3 separate regions of the Pan troglodytes genome follow, and all the other regions are linked to region 1. A link is a contact called in public Hi-C and HiChIP or PLAC-seq data. All regions are on one chromosome and are shown on one strand. Each heading gives the region's core, a stretch centred on a gene start, on an enhancer-like site or on the middle of the called end of the contact. The rest is flanking DNA. Distances are from core to core; before and after follow the strand shown. Region 1 holds the start of ASB6 (ankyrin repeat and SOCS box containing 6). Region 2 holds the start of PTGES (prostaglandin E synthase). Region 3 holds the start of TOR1B (torsin family 1 member B).

Region 1 (4,172 bases), core at 1,185-3,684:
ACCCTGCCCTCCCCGGGCTGAAAAACACAGAGAAAGGAGCTCGGCTCCATCTCCATCCCTGGCACTCAGGAGCCAGGAGCCAGGGTGTCCTGTGGTGATTTATGCCTAATGCAGCCTGTTTTCCCCTCTCCCTACGGCATGAGAAAAAAAAAACACAAATTGGCTCAGAGTAAGTAGCAGAAAATTACCTTCCCTTAGCTCTGGGCACAGTGCCAGCAGCCGCATTTTTGCATTAATGGAAGTAGGGATTAATCTGGGAGCTGGGGAAAGTTTGCTAATCAATCACATGGTAGAAGCAGCAACACTCGCTCTTGGAACAGAGGTGGGAAGAGCCATGTGAAAACCCGCAGGGGGTGGGAGGCCACCCAATGGGAGTTTCCTTAGTTGCAGCCACCCAGGAAATAAAGGGGGGGAAGTCACTCCTCAGAGAATGGTAGAAGCCAAGGCTGGGGACATGGGCGCCCACCCAGCGTCGGGCCGCGTTTAAGCCACCTGCCCACCCCCGGGGCTCTCGCTGACCTTCAAAGTTGAGATTGGCCCCATGCCGCAAGAGAACGTCGGCCGCCCGCGTCAGCCCCAGCTCAGCCATCTTGAGCAGGGCGTTGCTCACGCCTTCCTGGTAAAAGGGAGAGTGGGCTTTCCTCTCCAGCAGCTCAGTGAGAACAAGGATTCGGCTTTCCTCGCTGGCGACATAACTGGGCCTGGGACAGGAGAGAGGCTGAGGGTAGGCACAGCTGTGGGACCGGGTGACCGCGCAGCCTGTGGGTTGGTGGGCTTTAGTCCTGCTATCATCATCAGCAAGCAGGGCCCTGGCTCTGTGGGTCACAGGGGCTTGGGGGAAGCTCTGAAGTAGAGAGAGGGCCACGCTGCATCTCTTAAGACGGGAGCAGACTGGGATTTGCGGAGAATGGGCTGGGTCTGTCTGCGCTCTCCTCCCGCGTTGCCCAGAGTCTGGTCGCAGACTTAGGTACAAAGCCTCACACAGCTGGGCTGCTGGGACTGAAGGGACCACCAGCCTGGAGGCCAAGAGCCCAAGCCCGACTTTGATGCTTCTTCCTCAGAAAGCCCTTCCATCCTCAAACCTGCAGGACCCCAGCCCCGGCAACACCTGCAGCCAGGACAGCAACACAGCCTCCTCCCTCCCCTCACATTGAGACCTTCAGCTGATATTGATGAAGAAAGCCTACGTTTCTACCAGAGTCCCTGGATGGCGAGACTCATCATTACCACGTGTTGGAAATTCCAACTGACAACCCCCTCAACACCTGAGCCGAGCCCCTTCCTTCTGCTCTCCCCTCCCTTCCACCTCGCGTGCCGCCGTACAATTACTTGTCAGTCTCTCCTCTGGAGCACACGCGCCAAGAAGGCGGGGGTTTTGCTGAGCCACTGATGGACCCCAAGTGCCTAGTACCATGGGCAGTGAATGCAGATTCGCTCCCGACACCTTTCCTGCAGGTCCACGACAGACCAGCTCTTGTCTATAAAAACGCAAACTCTGCTACAAAAGCCCACCTTCACACTGCTCTGGGGTAACATCTGAGGCCTCACGGATTCCACCCTGCTCCTCTGCCACGCCGGGGGGGTGGCACAGGACAGGCAGGCGACAGGGTGGGGCTGAGGCGCAGGCCCTGCGACAACCCGCGGGCCTCCGCCCTCGGGCCCTCCTCGCCCTTCGTCTCCGCCATGCAAGGGGCAGGAGTGGGATCCGCGCGGGGCAGCGAGCACTCCGAGCCACGCAACCCCGGCTTCCGCCCGTCCCTTCCTCTGTCAAGGGGGACGCATCCACCCCGCCCGGCTTGTGGTGATAAAGTGGGACGCTGCGGGGTCGGAGCGGCCTCGGCCAGCTCACGGGAGGGGGTGAGTTACCGGTCCAGAGACTCCTGCCGCTCGGGGTCCTGGATCCCCAGGGAGCCCAGAATCGCATCCACCAGCGGCTGGTACTCGAAAATGATCCTCCGGAAGCCGTGCAGGAACGGCATCGCCGTGGGCCCCGCGCAGCAGGGCGGTCGCGCTTTCTGCCGAGGCCGAGATGCCCAGACGCCGACCGGAACGCTCCGGCGGCCGCGGACCCCACCTGCTCCGCCAGTCCAGCCCCTGCGCCCGGCCGGGTCCGCTCCTCAGTCCAAGCCGCGCCCCCGCCGGAAGTGACCCTCGTACTTCCTGCCCGCGCCGACTCAGGGTGGGCCACATGGCGACAGCGCCCCCTGCGGGCTCGGAGGACCTCGGCGCGTCCTGGGGCACGACCGCCAGGCCGACTCGGACGATGTCCAGTGGGCGGCCCCAGCGGAGTCGGGGAGTGGAGGATCGAGCCAAGCCAGATCCGAGACTCAGGCGGGTCCGCCCCTTCCTGCCAGGGCCCGGCCCGGCTCGGCTTCGCCCTGCGATCCCGCCCGCGACCGCTGGGCGCCGTCCGAGTTCCGCCGGTCGTGCTCTCGGCCCTGCCGCTGCCCCACTGGCCCTGGGCGCCCCTGAGAGCTGAGGTCATCAGACACTGCCCCTTCCGGTTCGGGCTGGCCCTCGCCTTCCGTGAAGAGGGGCTGGGCCACCTCTGTCACCACCCGGCCCGCTGACTGGAATGATGAGGACCAGGGTACTCGCACGTCCCCTCCTCAGTTTCTTATTCTCTGTCCCGGGGAGCACCTGGCCAGGACGGCTGCTAGCCCTCTCCACCTCTGCCTTGATGGACTCAGTGAATCTTGTTTTTTGTTGTTGTTGTTTTTGTTTTTTGGGGGGACGTAGTCTCGCTCTGTCGCCCAGGCTGGAGTGCAATGGCACGATCTCGGCTCACTGCAACCTCCGCCTCCCGGGTTCAAGCGATTCTCCTGCCTCAGCCTCCCGAGTAGCTGGGATTACAGGCGCTGGCCACCACGCCCAGCTTATTCTTGTATTTTTAGTAGAGACAGGGTTTCACCATATTGGCCAGGCTGGTCTCGAACTCCTGACCTCGTGATCCTCCCACCTCGGCCTCCCAAAGTGCTGGGATTACAGGCATGAGCCACGGTGCCCAGCCCGAATCTTGTGTATTTTTTAGAGACAGGGTCTCACTCTGTCTCCCAGGCTGGAGTGTAGTGTAGTGATCATGACTCACTGCAGCTTTGAACCCCTGGGCTCAGGTGATCCTCCCACCTCAGCCTCCTGAGAAGCTGGGAACACAGGAGTGTGCTACCGCCTGTCTCTGAACTTGGATTTCCCCATCTGTAAAATGGGTAGAATCCCCAGCACTTTGAGAGGCCGAGGCAGGTGGATCACCTGAGGTCAGAAGTTCGAAGCTGCAGACCGGCCTGGCCAATATGATGAAACCCTGTCTCTACTAAAAATACAAAAATTCCCCGGGCGTGGTGGCAGGCGCCTGTAATCCCAGCTACTTGGGAGGCTGAGGCAGGAGAATTGCTTGAACCCGGGAGGCGGAGGTTGCAGTGAGTGGAGATCGCACCATCACACTCCAGCCTGGGCAATAAGAACGAAACTCTGTCTCAAAAAAAAAAAAAAAAAAGTATAATCACACTCACCTGAGATGCTGGAGCCAGCGCACTGTAATTGTTGGTGGAAGTGGAATTCAGTGGGAAGGAGCCAAAACCCTCTGGTTCAGGAAGGAGGGGCGGAGTGGGCAGCCGGGTTTAAGCCCCTTTAGGACAACACCAGCTTGGGCTTCCTAGACGCAGCTCCAGGCCGCAGAGTCCACAGCTGCCAGCACATTTCTGCCTTGGTTCTCACTGCAGGAAAGAAATTTCTCCCTGGGTGAAATCGGGAAATTCTGCTCACATGGAAATGGACATTTCCAGCTTGCCTTGGAAAAACCACTTTTCTGGAGTCGAGGCACCTCCCCTTGGGCCACGCATTTGAGCCTCCTCTCCCATCTGGAGTCTGCGGGGGAGGCCTTGATGCCTTCTTGCTTCTGGGAAGCTGACGATGAAGAGGGGTTTCCCGCCCCAGCAGTCCACATCACAGCGTTGGCCTCCTGGGCCTTGCTCTGCCAAGTTGGGCCCCTCTCCCTGGAACCTGCCAGACAGCGAGAGTTGCCCAGCCCAGGAAAAAAACATTTAAAGGCTCATTTCAAGACAATCCGATGGGTCTTAGAGTAAACATTTTTATATTTATTTATTTATTATTATTATTTTTTTTTTTCAGACGGAGTCTCACTCTGTTGCCTAAGCTGGAGTGCAGTGGCAGGA
Region 2 (4,645 bases), core at 400-2,899, 140 kb after region 1:
TGCAGCAGCTGAGAGGAGAGACCAACCAGCACCCTGGGGAGGGGGCTGCATGCAGAGGTTGGGAAGTCACACTTTGGCTTCAAGCCAAGCAGAAGATCTGGCCCAAGAAAACAGGCTCATACCTCCTGGACAGGGTGGCCAAGAGACAGAGCTTCAGCTCAGGCTGGGACGCCAATTGGGCAATAAAATTAATGACAATAATTATTATTATATAACAATGTTGATGACATTACTGGCCAACTTTACCTGCCAGACACTATGCTTGGTGCTTTATGTAGATCAGTTCATTGTCCTCATGTAGCAATCCTAGGAGGTGGGTCTATTATTATCTCTATCTTATTTTATTTTATTTTATATTTTTTAGAGGCAGAGTCTTGCTCTGTCACCCAGGCTGGAGTGCAATGGTGTGATCTTGGCTCACTGCAACCTCTGCCTCCCAGTCTCAAGCAATTCTCCTGCCTCAGCCTCCCGAGTAGCCGGGACTTCAGGTGCGTGCCACCACACCTGGCTAATTTTTTAGTATTTTTTAGTAGAGACAGGGTTTCACCATGTTTGCCAGGCTGGTTTTGAACTCCTGACCTCAGGTGATCCACCTGCCTTGGCCTCCCAAAGTGCTGGGATTACAGGCGTGAGCTACCTCGCCCGGCCTAATATCCCCATTTTAGAGATGAGAAAATTGAGGTTCAGAGGAGTGACATGACTTAACCAATGTCTGTGCTAAACTACAGTAAGATAGATAGATAGATAGATAGATAGATAGATAGATAGATAGATAGATACCTATGTCTAACTACCTACCTACCTATTGACCTATCTACCTACCTACCAACCTGCCTATCTCTCTATCTATGTGATATATATGAAAAAGACTCTTCAGAGAACTGACTCTGCTGATGCCCAGAATAGGGTGCGGGAGACTCATCAAGCTGATCTCCCATGCTGGGCCCAGCTGGATGTTCTGACTTTACCCAGAGTATCCAGATTCCAATTAACTATCTCGGAACCACAGTAAAGGAGCGTGTGCACTATAGTTGATTGCTCAGCCCAGAGCACAGGGCTGGGTAATCTTACTCCCAGAGGGTTCTGAGGTTGGAGCCTGGAATGGACCAGCTGTCTCCCTTGCCATTCAGCCCCACCCCCACCCCTGGAGCCAGGGACTCAAGCAGCCCAGCTTGACAGTCCTGGGAGGCCTGACCCCCGGCTGGGATCTCGTCATCAGCAATGCACCCAGGCTCTGGGGACAGCATGGTCTAGGGCCTCTGAATTGGCCATTATCCTAGAGGGAAGAAATGCTTCTCCCTCCTGGCTGAAAGCTGTCTTTGCTCCCAGTGATCACTTGCTCCCCAGCTCTGCACAGATTGACCCGCACACCTAGGCAGGCAAACACAGCAGTCCTAAGACCAAGAGCCAGGGTGAGGCCCTGGCAGAACAGCCATTGGAATGGGACACCGGAGTGTCCCCAGATGGCGCCCGGGGGTGGGGTGGATCTCTTGCCACAGCAGAGTCTCCAACTGGAGCCTGGGGTTCACCCAAGACAGCCGTGGCCCTCCCTCTCACCACTTACCCCGTCCCCAGGCGCCTCTGCCTGAGCTCATCAGGCAATGACCGCAGTGACGTCACCCGGGAGGCCACGGCCAGCTTGAAATCCAGGGAGCTCCAGGATCCTGCCTGCTCCTCCCTCTCTCTCTAGCATGACTCAGGCAGGGACTGGCCCTGGGCTGCGGAAAGGCTCTCCACTTTTACACAATTGCTTTCCTCACTCAAACCACAGGCCCTGTGGGGGCCCCCTCCTCTGTCTCTCAACCCTCTGCGGTTAGGGTTCAGATGCTGGGCAGATGAAGACCCTGTTTGCTGCGAGAAGCCAAGACCAAGCCTCAGGAAATTGCCACAGTGAAGGGAAGCTTCCTCCAGAGACACCCTCTGCCTTGCACTACTGGGTCCCGTCAGAGCTGCTTCATCCTCCCTCCTCCCTCCTCCTCTTCCCATCTCCTCCTCCCCTTTCCTCTTCTCTAACCAAGAAAGTGACTTGATAACTAAATTCAACTTGTTAGTGACAGGACCTGTGATTTTTCCAAAGGGTTGCTATATTTCTGAAAAACAAAGTCTGGTAGTAGAACATGTGTTCCTTCATTCATTCATTCATGGAGGCATGGAAGAGCAGTTAAAATCACGGTCAGACACCCTGTGGCTGTGTCCCAGCTCCTCTGCCATTCGCCACCTTTGCAACCATGGCCCAGTGACTTCCTGTCATTCCCCCATCCCCTCATCGGGGCTATGGCTCTGGCTTGTTAAGATGAGGCTTGCTGGGGGCTCCCAGCAGTTAGGACCCACCCAGGGCAAGGTGATGATTAGGAGAAAGGCTGAGGCTGGGCGAGGTGGCTCACGCCTGTAATCCCAGCACTTTCGGAGGCCTAGGCGGGAGGATCACATGAGGTCAGGAGTTAGAGACCAGCTTGGCCAACATGGTGAAACCCCATCTCTACTAAAAATACAAAAAATTAGCTGGGCGTGGTGGCCGGCACCTGTAATCCCAGCTACTCAGGAGGCTGAGGCAGGAGAATCGCTTGAACCTGGGAGGCGGAGGTTGCAGTGAGCTGAGATCGTGCCACTGCACTCCAGCCTGGGTGACAGAGCAAGAATCTGTCTCAAAAAAAAAAAGAAAAGAAAAGAAAAGAAAGAGGATGTCTCCAAAGGAGATGGGAGGGTTCTAGAAACCCAAATAGTAGAGTAGTAGAGACAGGCCCCAGGGGTGGAGAGGCCCAGGAAGGCAGATTTCTCCTTAATCACAAGGAAAGAAAGAACATTTTCTAGCAACAGAGAGGCTCTGGGGACATGGGATGCACAGCCTCAGGCCCACCTATCACTGAACATGTTTCAGCGTCCTGCAGAGGAGGGAGGCAGGCCTTGGAAAGTTCAGATTCCCCAAAGAGGAATGCATGGAAGCTTCTTTCCCTGCTGTCTACCTTAGTCAGCTCAGGCTGCCATAATAAAATGCCATTGCCAGGTGTGATGACTCACACCTGTAATCTCAGCACTTCGGAAGCCTGAGGCAGAAGGATCACTTGAACCCAGGAGTTCAGGACCAGCCTGGACAACATAGCAAGACCCCATCCTAAAAAAAAAAAATAGCTAAGCGTGGTGGCATGCACCTGTAGTCCCAGCCACTTGGGATGCTGAAGCAGGAGGATGCCCTGAGCCCAGCCGTTTGAGGCTGCAGGGAGCCATGATGGTACCACTGCACTCCAGCCCAGGTGACAAAACAAGACCTTGGCTCTAAAATAAATAAATAAATAAATAAAATGCCACAGATTGGGTGCTTAAACAACAGGAATTTATTTCTTATGTTTGTGGAGACTGGGAAGTCCAAGATCCAGGTGCCTTCTCACTGTGTCCTTACATGGTGAGAGAGAGTGGAAGGAAGTTCCCTGGTGTCTCTTTTTATAAGGGTACTGATCCAATCTTGAGGGCCCCACCCTCATGACCTTATCAAACCCTAATCACCTCCGAAAGGCCCCAATCTCCAACGCCATCACATTGGGGATTTGGAGTTTGACGCACAAATTCTAGGGGGACACAATTCGGTCCTTAGCAAAAGGCCCCAATGGGTGTCTGCCCTGCCTCTCAGAACTGCACCCCACACCAGCAAAAGGGGGTGGCAACCTCCATGCTAGATTCCAATAGTATGTATGTATACATGTATGTATGTATGTATGTATGTATGTATGTATGTATTTATTTATTGAGATGGAGTTTTGCTCTTGTCACCCGGCTGGAGTGCAGTGGTGCGATCTCAGCTCACTGCAACCTCCACCTCCTGGGTTCAAGCAGTTCGCCTGCTTCAGCCTCCCAAGTAGCTAGGATTACAGGCGCCTGCCACCAGGCGCCAGGGAAAAGACAAAGAAAGAAAAAGAAAGAAGAAAGAAAGAAAAAAGAAAGAGAGAGAGAGAGGGAGAGAGGAAGGAAAGAAGGAAGAAAGAAAGGAAGGAAGAAAAGAAGGGAAGGAGAGAGGGAAGGAAAAGAGACAGAAAGAAAGAAAGAAAGAAAGAAAGAAAGAAAGAAAGAAAGAAAGAAAGAAAGAAAGAAAAAAGAGAGAGAAGGAGGGAGGGAGGGAAGGAAAAGACAGAGAGAGAAAGAGAAAGAAGAAAGAAAGAAAGAGGGAGAGAGGAAGGAAAGAAGGAAGGAAGGAAAGAAGGGAAGGAGGAGGGAGGGAAGGAGGGAGGGAGGGAAGGAAAAGACAGAGAAAGAAAGAGAAAGAAAGAAGAAAGAAAGAGGAGAGAAAGAAAGAGAAAGGAAGGAAGGCAGTGGAGGGAGGAAAGAAGGAAGGCAGGGGAGGGAGGAAGGAAGGAAGGAAGGAAGGATTGATTGATTTTAAAAATGATTATTTAGGGTCAGGCGCGGTGGCCTGTAATCCCAGCACTTTGGGAGGCCGAGGCGGGCGGATCACCTGAGGTCAGGAATTCGAGACCAGCCTGGACAATATGGCAAAATCCCATCTCTACTAAAAACACAAAAATTGGCTGAGCGTGGTGGCCCATGCCTGTAATCCCAGCTACTCAGGAGGCTGAGGAATGAGAATCTCGAACCCAGGAGGCAGAAGTTGCAGTGAGCTGAGATTGCACCATTGCACTCCAGCCTGGAGGACACC
Region 3 (4,244 bases), core at 570-3,069, 160 kb after region 1:
CCCCCAGAACAGAGGCCAAACTCCTTACAACATTCGCAAGGACTTCACCTTCCAGTCTCTGCCTGATTCTTCATCCCTATCTCTCACCACCTTCCGCCATGTGGAATCCTTTCAGTTCTCCAAACTGACTGTTGTTTTCTGCCTAAAACACTCTACTCATTTTTTGCCTGGCCTAACTCCCTCAGTGCCCAGCTTAGACAAAAGCCTTCCCTGTACCACTGTCCTATACTTCTCTGCCCACTCAGCATTGAGTCTCACCCCTTTGTCGGCCTCCCCCATAGACCGTCAGCTCTGAGAGGGCAGGGGCCAGCCAACTCCGTCCCCTCCTCTGCTGTCGTTCCTGGCATCCAGCAAGGGGCCTGCCACCTAGCGTGCTGAATGAAAGAATGGACCTCGGGGTTTCAGTGTGGAAGCCTGGGCAGGTCTGTCTTGGGGCCGCTGCATCCCCAGTGCTCAGTCTAGGGCGCAGCACGGAGAGTTCGCAACTGTTTCAGGAAGAAGGCAGGCGGGTGGGCCGACCCAAGAAACGCACATTATACCTCCGGCGAAGTGAAGGGAGGGATAACAAAGCAAAGCTTGAGGGCTCCGAGAAGCTCTGAAGAAAACAAATCCAGCCATAAGCCCACTCCTGTAACCCCAGGCTTTGGAAGACGGAGGCAGGTAGATCGCTTGAGGTCAGGAGTTCGAGACCAGCTTGGGCCACATGGCGAAACCCCGTCTCTACTAAAAACACAAAACTTGGCTGGGCGTGTTGGCGGGCACCTATAATCCCAGCTACTCCAGCAGCTGAGATGGGAGAATCGCTTGAACCTGGGAGGAAGAGTTTGCAGCGAGCCGAGATCCTGCCACTGCGCTCCAGCCTGGGCGACAGAGCCAGACCCTGTCCCCAATATACATATTAGATAAGAAAAAAATATAAGAAAGTTAAAAAAAAATTTTTTTTGGCTTTTTTTTTTTTTTTTTGAGACGGAGTCTCGCTCTGTCGTCCAGGCTGGAGTGCAGTGGCACGATCTCGGCTCACTGCAAGCTCCGCCTCCCAGGTTCACGCCATTCTCCTGCCTCAGCCTCCCGAGTAGCTGGGACTACAGGCGCCCGCCACCTTGCCCGGCTGATTTTTTGTATTTTTCGTAGTGATGGGATTTCACTGTGTTAGCCAGGATGGTCTTGATCTCCTGACCTCGTGATCCGCCTGCCTCGGCCTCCCAAAGTGCTGGGATTACAGGCGTGAGCCGCCGCGCCCGGCCAGCCTTTTTTTTTTTTTGAGACAGTTTCGCTCTTGTCGCCCAGGTTGGAGTGCAGTGGCACGATCTCGGCTAACTGCAACCTCCACCTCCTGGGTTCAAGAGATTCTCCTGCCTCAACCTCCCGAGTAGCTGGGATTACAGGCGCCCGCCACCACACCCGTCTAATTTTTTGTATTTTTAGTAGAGACGGGGTTTCGCCACGTTGAGCAGGCTGGTCTCGAACTCCTGACATCAGGTGATCCGCCGGCTTCAGCTTCCCAAAGTGCTGGGATTACAGGCGTGAGCCACGGCGCCCGGCCAAAAAAAAAAAAATTTTTTTTTTTTTTTTTGAGATATTTTTTCACTCTTGTTGCCCAGGCTGGAGTGCAATGGCGTGATCTTGGCTCGGCCTCCCAAAGTCCTGGGATTACAGGCGTGAGCCACTGCGCCCGGCCCGAAAAAATTTTTTTAAAAGAAAAGGGAAACAAAACAGTCTCCTACACCTTCGGACCACTCACAAGAACGATGGCACCGCCCTGCTCTCCGCCCCTCACCAACATGGCCGCCCCCAAGGGAGTGGGCGGGTCTGCGGGGCGGAAGTGACGCACGGACGGAAGTCCGTCCTGCCGCTTGGCCGCGGGGCGCCTGGCTCAGTGGCTTCTGCGGGCTTCGAGGAGCGGGATGTTGCGGGCTGGGTGGCTCCGGGGTGCCGCGGCGCTGGCGCTGCTGCTGGCGGCCCGAGTGGTGGCGGCGTTCGAGCCCATCACCGTGGGCCTAGCCATCGGGGCCGCGTCGGCCATCACCGGCTACCTGTCCTACAATGACATCTACTGCCGCTTCGCCGAGTGCTGCCGCGAGGATCGGCCGCTCAACGCTTCGGGTACGGCGCGCGCGCGAGCTGTGGGTCGGCGCTGCGGGGGGCGCGGGGGCGCGGAGGGACGGCCTCGTGGGCGCCTGGCACGGACCGGGCCCGTGGCATCTAGACGGCAGTGGTCCCAGCTGGGGTGGGCGGGGAGCGGATGGGGCGACCCCGGAACCGTTCGCGGGAACGCAGAAGCGGTGCCTTCGCAAACAGTCTCCAGATCGTGGGGCTGCCCCAGCGCCTTTCTAAAGCTCCCGTTCCTGGGGATCACAGGCGGAAGAAACGGAAAGTAGGTGGGCGGCCCTTCTGCGCCCTGCCAACCCTATTAAGTAGCTTTCAGACGTGCTGCGTCGCCCAGAAAGCCCACATTTGGCCCCTGGTTTTCCTGCAGGTCAGCAGGGGTGGCTGGGATTAGCAAGCGCTCAGTCAAGCGATGGTTCATCTCTGAATGAATGAACATTTAGCTTCCTTATCAGACCCCGAAGCGTTAAGGACCTCCACATACTCTTGAAAGTGGCATCGTTTGACTGCCTCGGCCCTAGGGTTTGGCAGACACCCTGCTGTGTCCCTGGATAATCTGTGCTTCTTGCTTTGGCTAGCTAAGAAAGTGCTGCGTTGCTGATGCATTTTTAAGGTCTGTTTCTCTCTTTGTTCTGGGGCTGTTCTTGCAGCTCTCAAGCTGGATTTGGAGGAGAAGCTGTTTGGACAGCATCTAGCCACGGAAGTGATTTTCAAGGCGCTGACTGGCTTCAGGAACAACAAAAATCCCAAGAAACCACTGACCCTTTCCTTACACGGCTGGGCTGGCACAGGCAAGAATTTTGTCAGTCAAATTGTGGCTGAAAATCTTCACCCAAAAGGTCTGAAGAGTAACTTTGTCCACCTGTTTGTATCGACTCTGCACTTCCCTCATGAGCAGAAGATAAAACTGTACCAGGCAAGAGAACCCGCTATTATCTCGTCCGCAGGCCAGTCGGACTGGTCCGGGTGACCTGCTCACTAACTCTGGCCTCTGCTTCTCTTTCCTTTGTGTTGCTGTAGCCCCCGGCTCCACTGAGTTAAGGCACACTTAGTCCAGGTAGTTACAAAGCTCTCCTACAGCATTTCTCTTACTTGGTTCCAAAACAGTCCAGTGGGGTAGGGGATGTTATTTCCATTAAAAGATGGGGAGCCAAGGGCCTGGCGCCGTGGCTCACGCCTGTAATCCCAGCACTTTGGGGAAGCCGAGGCGGGCAGATCATTTGAGGCCAGGAGTTTGAGACCAGCCTGGCCAACATGGTGAAACCCCATCTCTACCTAAAAGTACAAAAATTACCTGGGCACGGTGGCACGCACCTGTAATCCCAGCTACTTGGGAGGCTGAGGCAGGAGAATCGCTTGAACCTGGGTGGCAGAGGTTGCAGTGAGCTGAGATCGCGCCACTGTACTCGGTCTCAAAAAAAAAAAAAAGGCCAGGCGCAGTGGCTCACGCCTGTAATCCCAGCACTTTCGGAGGCCGAGGGGGGCGGATCACGAGGTCAGGAGATCGAGACCATCCTGGCTAACACAGTGAGACCCCGTCTCTACTAAAAATACAAAAAATTAGCCGGGCATGGTGGCGGGCGCCTGTTGTCCCAGCTACTCGGGAGGCTGAGGCAGGAGAATGGCGTGAACCTGGGAGGCGGAGCTTGCAGTGAGCCGAGATCGCGCCACTGCACTCCAGCCTGGGCGACACAGTGAGACTGTGTCTCAAAAAAAAAAAAAGGGGGGGGATGTAGTCAGGGCCAGGTGCAGTGGCTCACGCCTGTAATCCTAGCACTTTGGGATCCGCCAAGGCGGGCAGATCACCTGAGGTCGGGAGTTCGAGACCAGCCTGACCAACATGGAGAAACCCCGTCTCTACTGAAAATACAAAATTAGCCGAGTGTGATGGCGTGCGCCTGTAATTCAAGCTACTTGGGAGGCTGAGGCAGGAGAATCGCTTGAACCCAGGAGGCGGAGGTTGCAGTCAGCTGAGATTGTGCCACTGCACCCCAGCCTGGGCAACAGAGTGAGACTCTGTCTCAAAAAAAAAAGAAAAAAAAAAAAAAGATGGAGCCTGGAGCCGAGAGGCAAGGTGACTTACTCCTACAATCTTTGTAGCAGAACAGGACCTTTGTAGCAGAACCAAAACCTCCCAA

Evidence for each region. Hi-C and Micro-C count contacts between places; a contact is called where the count stands out from the background. HiChIP or PLAC-seq counts read pairs in DNA pulled down with a chosen protein or histone mark.
Region 2: a Hi-C map of induced pluripotent stem cells shows a contact between it and region 1, with 4 times the contacts expected there. The contact joins the promoter of PTGES here to the promoter of ASB6 in region 1. A contact is called at or near these places in 4 of 7 Hi-C or Micro-C datasets (blood, induced pluripotent stem cells and stem cell-derived neural progenitor cells), 1 of 1 datasets of contacts at active chromatin or transcription factors (stem cell-derived excitatory neurons) and 1 of 1 other capture datasets (stem cell-derived neural stem cells).
Region 3: a contact with region 1 is called in an H3K4me3 HiChIP or PLAC-seq map of stem cell-derived excitatory neurons, with 8 times the contacts expected there. The contact joins the promoter of TOR1B here to the promoter of ASB6 in region 1. A contact is called at or near these places in 2 of 7 Hi-C or Micro-C datasets (induced pluripotent stem cells and stem cell-derived neural progenitor cells) and 1 of 1 datasets of contacts at active chromatin or transcription factors (stem cell-derived excitatory neurons).

The regions. Positions count from the first base shown.
Region 1 is chr11:8,812,217-8,816,388 of NHGRI_mPanTro3-v2.0_pri, reverse strand. It overlaps ASB6 (ankyrin repeat and SOCS box containing 6), which reads right to left and starts at 2,434. Exons shown (of 6, transcript XM_001163675.6): 1 at 1,867-2,434; 2 at 520-701. The coding sequence starts at 1,979.
Region 2 is chr11:8,675,641-8,680,285 of NHGRI_mPanTro3-v2.0_pri, reverse strand. PTGES (prostaglandin E synthase) reads right to left here and starts at 1,649. Exons shown (of 4, transcript XM_009457489.5): 1 at 1,565-1,649. The coding sequence starts at 1,595.
Region 3 is chr11:8,649,956-8,654,199 of NHGRI_mPanTro3-v2.0_pri, reverse strand. It overlaps TOR1B (torsin family 1 member B), which reads left to right and starts at 1,819. Exons shown (of 5, transcript XM_001164236.8): 1 at 1,819-2,103; 2 at 2,757-3,022. The coding sequence starts at 1,905.